Linked DNA regions of Mus musculus: region 2 is linked to region 1. A link is a contact called in public Micro-C data. All regions are on one chromosome and are shown on one strand. Each heading gives the region's core, a stretch centred on a gene start, on an enhancer-like site or on the middle of the called end of the contact. The rest is flanking DNA. Distances are from core to core; before and after follow the strand shown.

Evidence for each region. A called contact is a pair of places that touch in the nucleus more often than the background predicts.
Region 2: a contact with region 1 is called in a Micro-C map of embryonic stem cells, with 3 times the contacts expected there. The contact joins the promoter of Wnt2 here to the promoter of St7 in region 1. A contact is called at or near these places in 5 of 39 promoter capture datasets (the 3T3-L1 cell line, cranial neural crest, hippocampal neurons and 2 more), 2 of 484 Hi-C or Micro-C datasets (embryonic stem cells and myocytes) and 1 of 115 datasets of contacts at active chromatin or transcription factors (embryonic stem cells).

The regions. Positions count from the first base shown.
Region 1 is chr6:17,690,262-17,696,408 of GRCm38.p6, reverse strand. It overlaps St7 (suppression of tumorigenicity 7), which reads right to left and starts at 2,415. Exons shown (of 16, transcript NM_001289624.1): 1 at 2,047-2,415. The coding sequence starts at 2,197.
Region 2 is chr6:18,028,039-18,034,185 of GRCm38.p6, reverse strand. It overlaps Wnt2 (wingless-type MMTV integration site family, member 2), which reads left to right and starts at 3,741. Exons shown (of 5, transcript NM_023653.5): 1 at 3,741-3,981; 2 at 6,036-6,147. The coding sequence starts at 3,899.

The sequences.
Region 1 (6,147 bases), core at 1,166-3,665:
ACTGCCTTTTGAAAAACCTAATCCCGGCTGCGGTGGCTCACCGCCATCCTTGGATATATCAAGAGCAGTGCTAAAGCCCTTCCTCATCTACTACATTCTCACAGAAATAGCAGAAAGATGAAAACCCTCCACGCGCTTCTCTTTTCATCCCCCTTTATGACAAGAATATGCACAAAACTCTCCAGGACAAACTGAGGCCCCGCACCACAGAGAAAAGGGCCTCTACCTGATGCCTAGGAAGGAACGAGCCACAGCCTGGCCCATCCAATGCTGAAAATCTCAATTAGAAAGGTCCCTGTGCAAACTATCTGTGAGAAATGCCAAGTCTAGTGTTGCTTGGGGCTGGGGGAGATCCCAACTCTCTTCCTAAAAAATCATCTCTCTTCTTAATCCTTCCTGTCTGTCCTGTCTAAAGTGTTAGCGTGTGGCCTCTGTGCCTTGCATATAATTCTGTTTGGATGACTATTTAACCTACTTTAAGGAAATGAGAAATAGAGACGTGTTCTGAAATAAATATAACTATATTATGCAAAATTCAAGATTTTAAAAATTCTACAACAAATTTTCTGGAAGGAAAAAAATTTGGAAGTACCTTCCTATAAATAGATAATAAAGATTCAAATTTGTTTAAAGGACGGGTCTTTGAGACTAGAATCTATTCTCTAGTCACCAAAGTCACAAGGAAAAAGCCTTACCCTAAAGCAGTTGTTCTAAACCTTCTAAATTTACGTTGAGGTGACCCACCAACCATAAAACTATTTTCTTTTTTCTCGCTACTTTGTAATTGTGATTTTGCTACTCATAATGTATATATCTGACATGCAAGGATATCTGATATGCAAGCTCCAAATGGGTCATGACCCACAGGTTGAGAATGTCTGTCCTAAGGCAAGGAACACAATATTACAATGTGACAAGCAGTCACGCTAACAGATTAAAAAAAAAAAAAAGGTGGGATCTTCGGAATAATCAGAGCCAAACAGCTTAGCATCCTCTACATTAGGATGAGCTGATTCTATGTGCAGAATTCTGTCTGCCTCCCAAAAAGACCATCCAAAGGATACTATGAAACAAACATAGTCAGCAACAGGTTCACATTAAAGGAGGTTTATAATGTTAAACAAAATGAGTACATTGTGGCAAGCATCTAAAAGGGTCCACTTCCCACTGGTCCTCCATTTCCAGTTATGGTCATGGGAAATTCATTTCCAACCTTGGTATTGTAGACAATGCAAATTAAAATAACAGAAGACAGATATATGTGAATGTGTATCTATGTCTGTAAATAAGTCAGAACTGTAAAGACTTCCCAGCGTAGTGTGCAATAAAATTTGCAGACTCAAAGGGCTGTAAGCCTTCCTTCAACGTGCATTTTGTTTCTGAATTGTCTCTGGGGTGTCCTTAGCCTAAGTTTGCCCTCCTTGGTTTTTAACATCTGGGGTGGCCTGCTGCAAGTTTATCAGGACCACAGTCACCACATACATGCACACTTGTTTAGCCCCGCGCGCTTTAGAGAGGGCTCAGCCGAGAACAGGACAACTTCAGCTGGGGACGTCAGACATTCCAGATTCCCCGCGCGCGGTCCGCGTGTCCCCTCGACATTCCGTTGGGTGACCTGACACGTCATCCACGCTCCTAGAGGGACCTACGGACATGCCCTCCCCGTCCACACCACAGCGACACCCTCCGGGACAAGGCTCTCTCTCCACTCGCGCGCGCCCTCGGCCCGAGCCATGCGTGGGCCCTGGCGGCGCAGCCGGGAGCAGGACATGCCTCCTCGGCGCGGTTCGGACGCTCGAGCGCCGGCGAGACTCGCGAGCTCCCGGGGCTCGGCGGGGACCCGCGGGGACGGAAGGGGACACTCCGCGCGCGGGGGTGGGGGTGGGACTCGCGAAGGCCGCGGGGCTGCGGCGGCCACCTGAGGCGGCGCGTCCCGGAGCGCGCGTCCCCGCCGGCCGCGACCCCGCCGCGCGACTTTGCACTAACTTTCCCGGGGCGGGGGAGGGGCGGCCGAGCGGAGCCGGGCCGGGCCGGGCCGGGCCTGACCTGTGCTCAGGTTGTCGTTGATCCTCAGGGGCACCCTCAGGATGTAGACCAGGAAGAGCACGAGGAAGAACCACACGGTCCACAGATAGGTCCACGACCACACGATGCAGGACTTGAGCTGCTCCAGGAAGCCCGCGCCCGCCTCGGCCATCTTCCGGCGCTGCTACGGGCCGCCGCGGCGCTCGCTGTCGGCCGGGATGATTCACCCGCCCGAGGCACGGCTCGAGCCGCCGCCGCCGCCAGGGCCCGGCGTCCCCGGAGCTCGCCCGGCGCCCGGATGCGGCGGGAAAGCGCGCGGCCTGCGCTCCGAGCCCCCGCCGGTGGCCTTCGTGGAGCGGTCACGTGGGCCCGGTCCCTGCACTCTCCCGGGCCATTTATACTTCTTGTACTAGTATTTTAGGAGGACAGCCCGGGCGCCGCCGAGGGACCCACTGACGTAACAGCTCGCGGGTGTAGAGCGCTTCCGAGAGCCGGGCGTGCTCCACACACTTTGTAATGTCTGGGGGGGGAGCCTGCAACAGTTGCCAGGTCCTGGGGTGATAGACGGAGGGAAACTGAGGCCCAAAGCGTTCCTAGGTCTACCTTAAAGTGGAGTCAGAATTCGGTTGCAATCAAGATTTCCAGGACGTAAACAAGGTTTCCAGGAGTCTTAAAGCTGTGTCTCCCAGGACTGGGGCTTAAAGGTATCAATGAAATCCAGACGAGCTAGAAGAGATGCACTCCTGCTCATTAGGCCTGAAGAGAAATTTTGGTTCCCTTTGTACTAGCTTCTGCTATTTGTTTTGTTTTTCCCAAACAGCACGGTGAAGGGTTTTCCAGAGAAACTGACAACATACGTATTTCTTTTTCTTCCTATTTTCCAAGTGATCGCCATTCAAACAAGTCTTTACTCGTTTTGTTTTTGTTTTTAACATATAAGCAATTCCCTAGTTTAACTTTGGCGTACTTCATCAGAACCTAATGAAAAATGAATAAAAATAAAACCACATTATGAACATTTTCCCACGGTTAAATAAAATAGTATATTTTACACAAGGCTTTAGGTGCTAGCTCCGAGTCTGTTTCTTGACTTTTAATGTATTCAATGTTAAATGAAGCAAACGCAGACTTTCCCAACTATAACCAAGACATTAAAATTCATCACTGAACAGCTTACCTTATTATAATTTTTATATTGCTCATGATTAAGCTCAGAATGCATTACCTCAAAATGGGACACCTTGTGCTGGCGTGCTGGCTGCCTTGAATGGAAGGGAATTGGAAAGGCCTCAGAAGCAAGGTGTCTCTGAGCTCCTGTCCTTTTTTCATACCTTGTGTGTCCCCCAAAGCAAAGCCAGTTCCCGGAAACCAAAATTCCCCTACTTCAAGGTGCATTGTAGAAATCAGAATGCATCTCCCTCAGACTAAACTATAAAACATGGAAAGCTCGATCTTTTCTCCCTTCCCCCTCCTCCTTTGAAGCCCCTCATTCCAGGACACTCTACCTCAAAAACCTCCAGAAGAAAGAATGTTAGGGAGAGGCCAAGAATGTGGACATGCCGGCTTTGCGAGACCTTTCCCCTCAGCCTGTCACCTTCACGTTATTACCTGAACGAAAAGAGGTTTCTCAAATTCTTTCAGGCTTCATTTATCATGCTTTTTCTTTTGCATCCTGATATATGGGAGTGTTGGCTGCGGCCCTTACAGTGGGTGTGGAGAGGTGTTACACCTTTCTGCTCCTACAAGGACTTGTAGTTTCTTCCATAGTAAAACAGGCTGAGTTAATTTGTAGATGTGGGGCCTGTTTGTGACAGTTCCAGGTGGCAAACTCAATTGCACTAAGGAGTGGTTTGGGGATTGCCTGCGAGGGTCTTTCCAGAAGAGACTGAGAAGTGAGTGTGAGCACATTTGATGGGGAATGTTCACCTTCAGTGTGTGTGAGTACCATTCAAGAACCTGGAGACCATAGAACTAGAGAGAATGTACTCTCCTTCTACCACAGAAGAGGCATTTTGACCTCTTCTTCTGTTGACATTGGCCATGAGAACTCCAGGCTTTAGACTCCAGGACTTGGACCAGTGCCACCTTCAGGCCTCCAGACTCCAACTGTAGGTTGTAATCTAAGCTCCCCTTCCCTACCATGGGTCATTCTTTGAAATTAGCCTGAGCGGCGCTACCTACTCTCTGGTTCTCCAAGACTTTCATGGAACTTCTCATACTATATTCTTCATAAGCCAATTCCCCAGTCAACCAACCCCTCCTTCCTCTCCTTTCTCTTCTCCATTCTATACTGGGCCTTAAGACATCAAGATTCAGATCACCTCTGTGTTTCTCCCAGCAATGGCCTCTAGTTACAGCCTGATTGTTACCTAGAGGGAACTATGTTGTGGGTTCCTACCACCAATTTTACTACCACCACCTCATCATCATCTATCTAAAAATGATATGTAGATGGCATATAGTATTTTGCCGGGCACTTTTGTCCTCCTGCTCCATACTACCTGTCATATATTTCTCTGGCTGCCCTTCCCAGCCAGGCAACATGTTCCTATTAGCAGATTTTTCAGAGATTCCATTGATGTACGACCTCTTTTGACACACCAATTCCATCAGACCATCACACCACTCATCCTTTTCTGAAAGATGCAGCACCAGGAGGCTAGTAGTGGGCCATTACAGCATAGGCCTACTAGGTATAGGGCTTTATTCATGATTTTGCCAATCACTAGTGGGATGCTTCTTGAAAGTTGCTAATGGCCCTTGAGCTACACAGTTTATTCATCTGTACTGTGGATTCCTTTGTTCCTATTCCAAAGGGACCTGGTATAGACTGAATGAAATATATACCAATAGTGCTATGCATGACCTGCACACGCCACGCTTTTCTCTGCCAGTAAAGTAGGGCCGTTAGTGTGAAGCAACTTGTGGTTAATTTTAGTTTCCCTCACCTCCTAGCACATACAGTACTGTTTGTCACATGGCGTTCAATAAACACTCAAGGTCATGTAAAGGAATGAAGAGAGAAACAAGATCTTCCATTTACAAATAACCTTACATTCCCATTCCTAACAAACAGATTTAACTCAAAGCTCAATTTTGAGATCTAATGGGTTTTCCTTTATGGTAAGCTTCTTTGAATGTTTGTACTATGGGCATAGTCATATCTGAATTAGATAACATGAGTTAAGAGACCCTTGGGAATTGTGTTAAAACAACATATTCCTAAATTCTTCTTAGACTGATTTATATACAGGCATGCACTGTATAGCAAGGCTTGGGAAAATGATTGGACCTCATATACAATGGTAGTCATTGCAGAATATTATAGAGTGACATTGTAGCCACCTCAGTATGAGTGCTCTATGATGCTTGCACAATAACAAAATTGTGTGATGGTGATACATGGATAATGTATGTGCATGTGGAGGCGAGAGGACAACTTTGGTTATCATTCCTATGGTAGTTTGAGTAAGAATAGCACTTATTGCCCGGCAGTGGTGATGCATGCCTTTAATCCCAACACTTGGGAGGCAGAGGCAGGCAGATTTCTGAGTTTCCGCCAGCCTGGTGGTCTACAGAGTGAGTTCCAGGACAGCCAGGGCTATACAGAGAAACCCTGTTTCAAAAAAATAAATATAATAATAATAATAATAATAATAAAAGAATGGCTCTATTTGGGAAGAATTAGGAGTTGTGGCCTTGTTGGAGGAGGTGTGTCAACAAGGGCAGACTTTGAAAAGATGATTAAAGCCGTCCCAGTGAGACTCTCTGCCTGCTACTTGCATATCAAGATATGAACACTTGACTGTCTGCCACCATGCCTTCACTTGACCATCATGGACTCTAACCTGCTGAAACTCTAAGTAGTCAAAGTAAACACTTCCTTCTGTAAGTAGCCTTGTAAGTCCAGTGTCTGAGAGATCTCGGGGGTGCAGATTAATTGAGACTGCTGGTCCTCCTACAGGTTTCTCCAGTGCCAGGATGACAAGCACACAACACCGTGCCTTGCTTTTGATTGCTTTTGATTATGGATATTGAATTGAATCCTCATGCTTGCAAGACACACACATTTTCCAACTGAGCCATCTCCCCAGCCCAAAACGTATGTTGCATTGATGAAAT
Region 2 (6,147 bases), core at 2,492-4,991, 340 kb before region 1:
TTCCATACTCTGATGGGACCTTCTATTGTCTATTTGTCTTCTGTTTAAGAGATGGTTGTAGAGGGGCTAGAGATATAGTGCAGTGGTTACAAGTACTTGATGCTCTACCATCCCCAGCTCAAGTCAGAAATTTCACCTTGCCAGTTTGGACTGTGGCTCAAACTCTTCTCTTCTTTAATGGAGAAAATAGACTGACTCATTTCCCTAAAGTGCCATACTGAACTTATAAGCAAACTAACATTAATCGTTTTGTTTTTAAGTTCTGTATACTGTAGTAAAGTTTATGGTCAGTTTCAAGATTTTTTTTTAAGAGATCCTGGATTTCTTGAATTTTATTTTGCAATGCTACCACCCTAGAGTTGGGGCTGGTCTTCAACAACAACAACAAAAAAAAGTGGTACATTCATGACATGGTTTCAGGGATCATATTACATATTTTCTTTCTCTGAAAGGTCCATGTGTGTTGATGACTATCCAGTGCCTGGAGAGATAGGTACCTCATAGCTTTGCGCAACTCTAAACTTTTGTTCTGTATAAAATCTCTCTTGGGCTTAGAAGCATAGGTCTTTTGGCATCAACTCACCAAAATTTACTGAGATTTAAATGGCTTTTCCTTTGGTTATGAGATGGTTCTAGGGGGCTAGAGATGTAGTTCAGTGGTTACAAGTACGTGATGCTCTTCCAAAAGACTAGTGTTCTGTTCCCAGCACAAATGTCGGGTGGCCCACAACTGTAACTCCAGCTCCAGGGGATCTGAAAGCTCTGGTCTCTGAGGGTCCCTACAGTCATGTGCACATACCTACATGCAGGCACGCGTGGGCACACATGTGCACACACATAATTTAAAATAATAAAAATAAATCTTTTTAGAAAATAGTTATATTTGGGTCACTGCCTCAAGAAGAAACTAACTCAGACTGAAAGACAAATGACCATGTAGTTGAAGAAGTAACTTCATTTTTAAAGGGTGGAGATAGTCTGGTAGTAAATTAGTTCTCTTCTCTGCCCTGGGAGATTAGACAAACAATGGATCTAACTAAGAAAATAGACTGACTCATTTGGCTAAGATGCCATACTGAAGTTATAAGCAAACTAACATTAATCATTTTTTAAGTGGGGGGGGGGGTGGATTCTGTATATTGTAGTAAATTTTATGGTCAATTCTGAAATTTCTTATTAAAGAAATACGAAACTCAAACATTGAATTGATAGACATAAAGCACTCTGAATCTGCCTTTTCTTCCCTCACCCTCTGCTGTAAGCGGAGTGACGTATGAAAAGTACCCTGCCATTTATTTGTCAACTCGTCTTTGCTATGGTCATAGCTGATGACAAAAGAAAGGCTCGCCTTTCCTCCTGCTTGCCGTGAACATTTTCCAACTACCTGTCCAAGGGCATTTAAGCGACTAGATGCTTAAGAGACCCGAGGCGGGAGCCTCTCAGTGGGAAGAGATGCTGTATGGGACTATGTAATGGGTCATCAGTGGCTAGGGGTGGAGTAGGGAGAGAAGTGGAATCACAGATCTGGAAGAGACCAGTCATCTGGTTCAGACTGCCTCCAGACAGGTCAGAAGGGGTGTTTGGGTGGGCCTTTTTGCACATCTGGGTTTAGCCTTTCTTGAACTTTTTTAGCCTTTTGCCTTTGACCAAAACTGATCTGTACTCAGCAAGGCATGTGGCGCTTCCTCGTGAAGCTCTTTGGGGAGGATTTAATTGGCTCTAAGAATGGTCCATCCCTTTTCTAGGAGGCCTGTTTCAGGTTTAGGTCATTCCATTGGCCTCACCATCCACGGAAGGGCAGGTCTCCTGGCCATATAATTCCCTGGGCGGAGAGGAAGGGATCCTAAACTATGGTCACACTCTATGTGTTTCTAACAGCCCTTGAGCTGTGAGGACAGGACGTGCTGGAACGGGTGGGACTTGTGAGCTGGAGTTTCAAAGTTTTCATTGTCCACGGTTGAAGCCTGTAACCTGTCTACCTTCCCCTAAAATCGCATCTAGTGCCTGGTTTCAGTTACTGCTAGAAGTGAAACTTCAGGACTTCAACAAACTTAGAATGGCGGCAGCGGGTGAAGATAAATTTTAGCTCTTTCCTCTGCTTCCTTCGGGAAGAAGCTGGTGACCATAAATTGAGGTGCAGGAGGTAATGCTGTTGGGAGCGATCCCGGCCCTCCCCAGTCAGCGCGCGCTCCTTCTCAGAGCCTAGCTCACCCCCTCCCTCGCCCAGCGAAGACGAAGCAGAACTTCCCCTGGGTCGCAGCCCAGTGATATGGAGCAGCTCTGGCGCGGAGCCCTGCTCTTCCCGAGTCGTGGGTGGCGCGGTGCTTGTTTCCCTCTCCTCCCTTTCCGGACCCAAAAGGGGATGTATCTGGGTCAGCCTGGGAGGGGCCGGACCTGCCATGGACAGAGAGGGGGAAGGGGGTGGCGATGACAGCATCTTTCAGGTTTTTGGCATCTGTGGGCTGTGCCTCGTCCAGCCTCTCACCGCTTGCTTGCTCGGTGCTGGGCCATAGCTGACGTTCTGGCGAATCCTGGCCCAAGAGGTGGAAGATGCGGATGGGGTGGGGAGTACCGTTATCCTTCCTATCCGCGTGCCTGCTCGATATACAATGACCATACAACCCCTTCATACTCCCCATTCCCCCGGGCACGCTCCTGGGTAGTGGTGGTGGCGGTGGGGCCCCCGCCCCAGGAAAAGAGCAATGGAACAGTTCAAGGTCGCTGTAAGTTCCTGGTCTGTCCTTTCCGGTGATAAACCACAAGGCTTCAAGCCAGTTGCTGTTCAAGATGCTCCACCCTTGGGCCCAAGCCCCATCTCTACTCTGTAGGGACCCAGGTCCGAGGTCCCGCGTCACTGTATTTTCACTGTACTTCAGCCAGACGCACAGGTTGGACACCCTGCCTGGAGAGATGCAGTCCAAGCCAGGGAGCAGATAGATACCTGGCTGCCTAGGAGCCCCTCTGTCATCTATTGCACTCCCTCAACAGCATAAGGAGGAGCTGTGTGTGCGTAAAAGCCACATCTTCCCAAGGGCGCTTAGACTGAAACTGTTGCTTGAGATCTCCTGGGTCCCAGCCCCTCTCCCCTACTCCCTTCATGTATGGCACACAGGATCGGGGCCATAGGTCTTCATTTTCGGGGCCTAGGCTTTCCTTCTCAACCTGGTCAGACACTGGGTGGTCAGACATGGCAGGTCCCAATTCCCATGAGTATCTATCTCCCAGTGCTCAAAGCAATGAGTTGGAAATCATTTTTGTTTTCTTTTATCCTATGGGCAATTATCTCCTCACCCCTCCCATCCCTTACACACGATCTTGCTCGAACCTCAGTTTAGCAGAAACTCTTAGCCTTGACAAAGTGGAGCCTAGGTTCTGGTGGTGGCCCTAACATACTGTGTATCATTGGCTAGGAACTTCCCAAAAGGTGCTTTTGCCTCTATGTTGCTCCGGGCCACTCCGAGGTTTGTTCACCTCCTCTGCCCCTCCTCACCCGGAGATAGCTCTTGCCATCGTTTCTTCCACTCCTCAATAAAACCCAGTGCCCCCTACGCCCCCGCCCGGCGTAGGCGCCCCCTTCTTTAGCTGCGCCTGGAGGGGAACGGAAAGGACAGGGTGCGCGGGAGGCAAGCAGAGCTCGGGGCTGCCTGCGCTCGCAGTGCTTGGGGAATTGGCTGTGGGCGAGGCGGCCCCGGGCTGCCCTTTATCGCTCGCTGGGCTCGTCTTTTGAAACTTTATCAGTGAGTCTCACCACTAGCCGCAGACGCGAGCGGCGGGGGGGCGGGGGCGCAGAGGCGCCGGCAGCCGTGACGAGGCGCTCCCGGAGCTGAGCGCTTCTGCTCCGGGCACGCATGGCGCCCGCACACGGAGTCTGACCTGATGTAGACGCAAGGGGGTTAATATGAACGTCCCTCTCGGTGGAATCTGGCTCTGGCTCCCTCTGCTCTTGACCTGGCTCACCCCTGAGGTCAGCTCTTCATGGTGGTAAGTCCCCGCATATGGGCGCGGTGCTGATGGATTTTTGGAGATGGGAGTGGGGACCCTACTGGTCGTAGAGACCCTCCCTGGCTGATTCCCAGTCCCGGCAGTTGTGGATTCTGAAACAACCATGTCTTAGCACAGCATCCTAAGCTGAACCCCTTTGCTTTTCTCAAAAACCCATTTTAGCTTTGACAACTCCAAAACAATTCACATGCCCCACAAATGAGGGATTTAATGTTCGCTTGTTTGGAGCCAGCTGAGTGACAGCAAAAGCAGCCAATACCTTATTCCACTGAGAAATGTGCTAGCCTGAGCTGTAACTTCTAGCAGTGTGTGTGTGTGTGTGTGTGTGTGTGTGTGTGTGTGTGTGTGTGAATTCACCTTGAAAACTACAACTGCCTCCCCCCACACCCACGACTTCAAAAACTGCCTCAAGAGAGCTCAGTCCAGGCTGTTGGAGTTGTAGAACCTTAAGCCTGTGATTTTGTATTCTTTCCTGGCCTTCCGCATTCCTCGTGCTTCACCCTAGTGAAGCAGCCTCCAGGTAGAGACTATTGCCTAGATGCAAAACTACTGGGACTGAGGTGCCCATTATGCTACCCTGCTCAAAACTGTCTCCCTAAAGTGTAACTGCTGCTGTCTCAATAGGCGGATATGTGATTTACTATGCGTACACTCTGCCAATCTAGAAATCGCCTCCATCTCTCAACTTTCTGACCTGGAAAAGAGATGGAGTTCTGAGCTCTGAAACTTTCTTGTACATAAAGTTCCAGATCAGATATTAAAGTATTCTGATAACAATTCAGAAAGATTGGCCACACACACACACACACATACACACACGCTCGCGCGCGCGTGCTTTTGTGTTTGACAACGGTAAGGATCTTAACCAAATACAGTACAGGACAAAATCAATGGACTATTTAGATTCCAGAATGCCTGAGAGGAACAGGGAAGCACTGATGGTAAGAGGGGGTGGGGGGTCAGCTCCTTTCTAAGATCTTTGAACATGAAGGCCTTTAGGCTTCACCTTGCTGACACAGGATCAAAGACTGATTTATCAGACTGATCATTTTTTTCAATAAAATGATTATTTCTGTTTCCATGTGTGTATAAACATTATTTACCGCTGGGCATTTTGTCACACTGTCTCTCAGCTGTCACTTAAATATATTTTTTTGAGTCACAGCTGCAATGATTTTATGATTATATAAAATAATGGGAATGCAAAAAAAAGATATATTCCTTATTTGGCCACTTTCAAAAGATACCTATGGCAACTTGGGTTGTATAAAAGGTGCCTTTCTAAACCTCTCACCACGAATGGAGAACATCTGCCTAGAGATGATAATGTGATTTTTTTTGTTAAAGTTTCTTTTCAAAAAATACTTTATGGAGCTATAATGCTGATTTTTTTTCAAATATTTAGTGCTGGTGATAACAATAGAAAAGATATTTTCTCCCCAAAAGTTTCTATAAATGCCAAAAAAAAAAGAGCCAGAAAAGGAAACCATTTTGAGGATTTTTTTTTTAATATGGAAAAGATATTATGTTTGTAAGAAGACTGTAGCATTAGATCCCAGCAGGTGCTAAGAGGATACATGCTGGCAGGTTTTGAAGACATTTAGGATCAACAAATGGGAGTGAGGAACTTCTAAAGATCAGCTTCCCCCAAAGCCAAAGACAGACATATGGCAACGTCTTTGAAATTCTCTCTGTGTTCTCCCTAACACAGAGAGATGTGTTGCCCCACCCCCTTCAAGCCCCCATCTTCACAATGCTACTGCCTCTGCCTCCCTGTCCAAGGCTTCATTTGGTGGCCCCAGCTCTGGGAGATAATCATCCACTGTATTGGAGGGTAGCTTTGACCCCGTCATTGGCCGTGCTCCCCTTGCCTGTTTCTTCACTGAATGACAATCAAATAACCCCTGCCTTTTAATGTTACCAGGGAATAAGCAATTCATCCTCAAATAGTGCTGCAGGGCTAGTCTCCCAGGGAGCATCACGTCTGGCCTGTCTGTTAACATCAACTTTGCCTTCCTGTTGGTCTCTTCCAGGTACATGAGAGCTACAGGTGGCTCCTCCAGGGTGATGTGTGACAATGTGCCAGGCCTGGTGAGCCGGCAGCGTCAGCTGTGCCACCGACACCCAGATGTGATGCGTGCCATT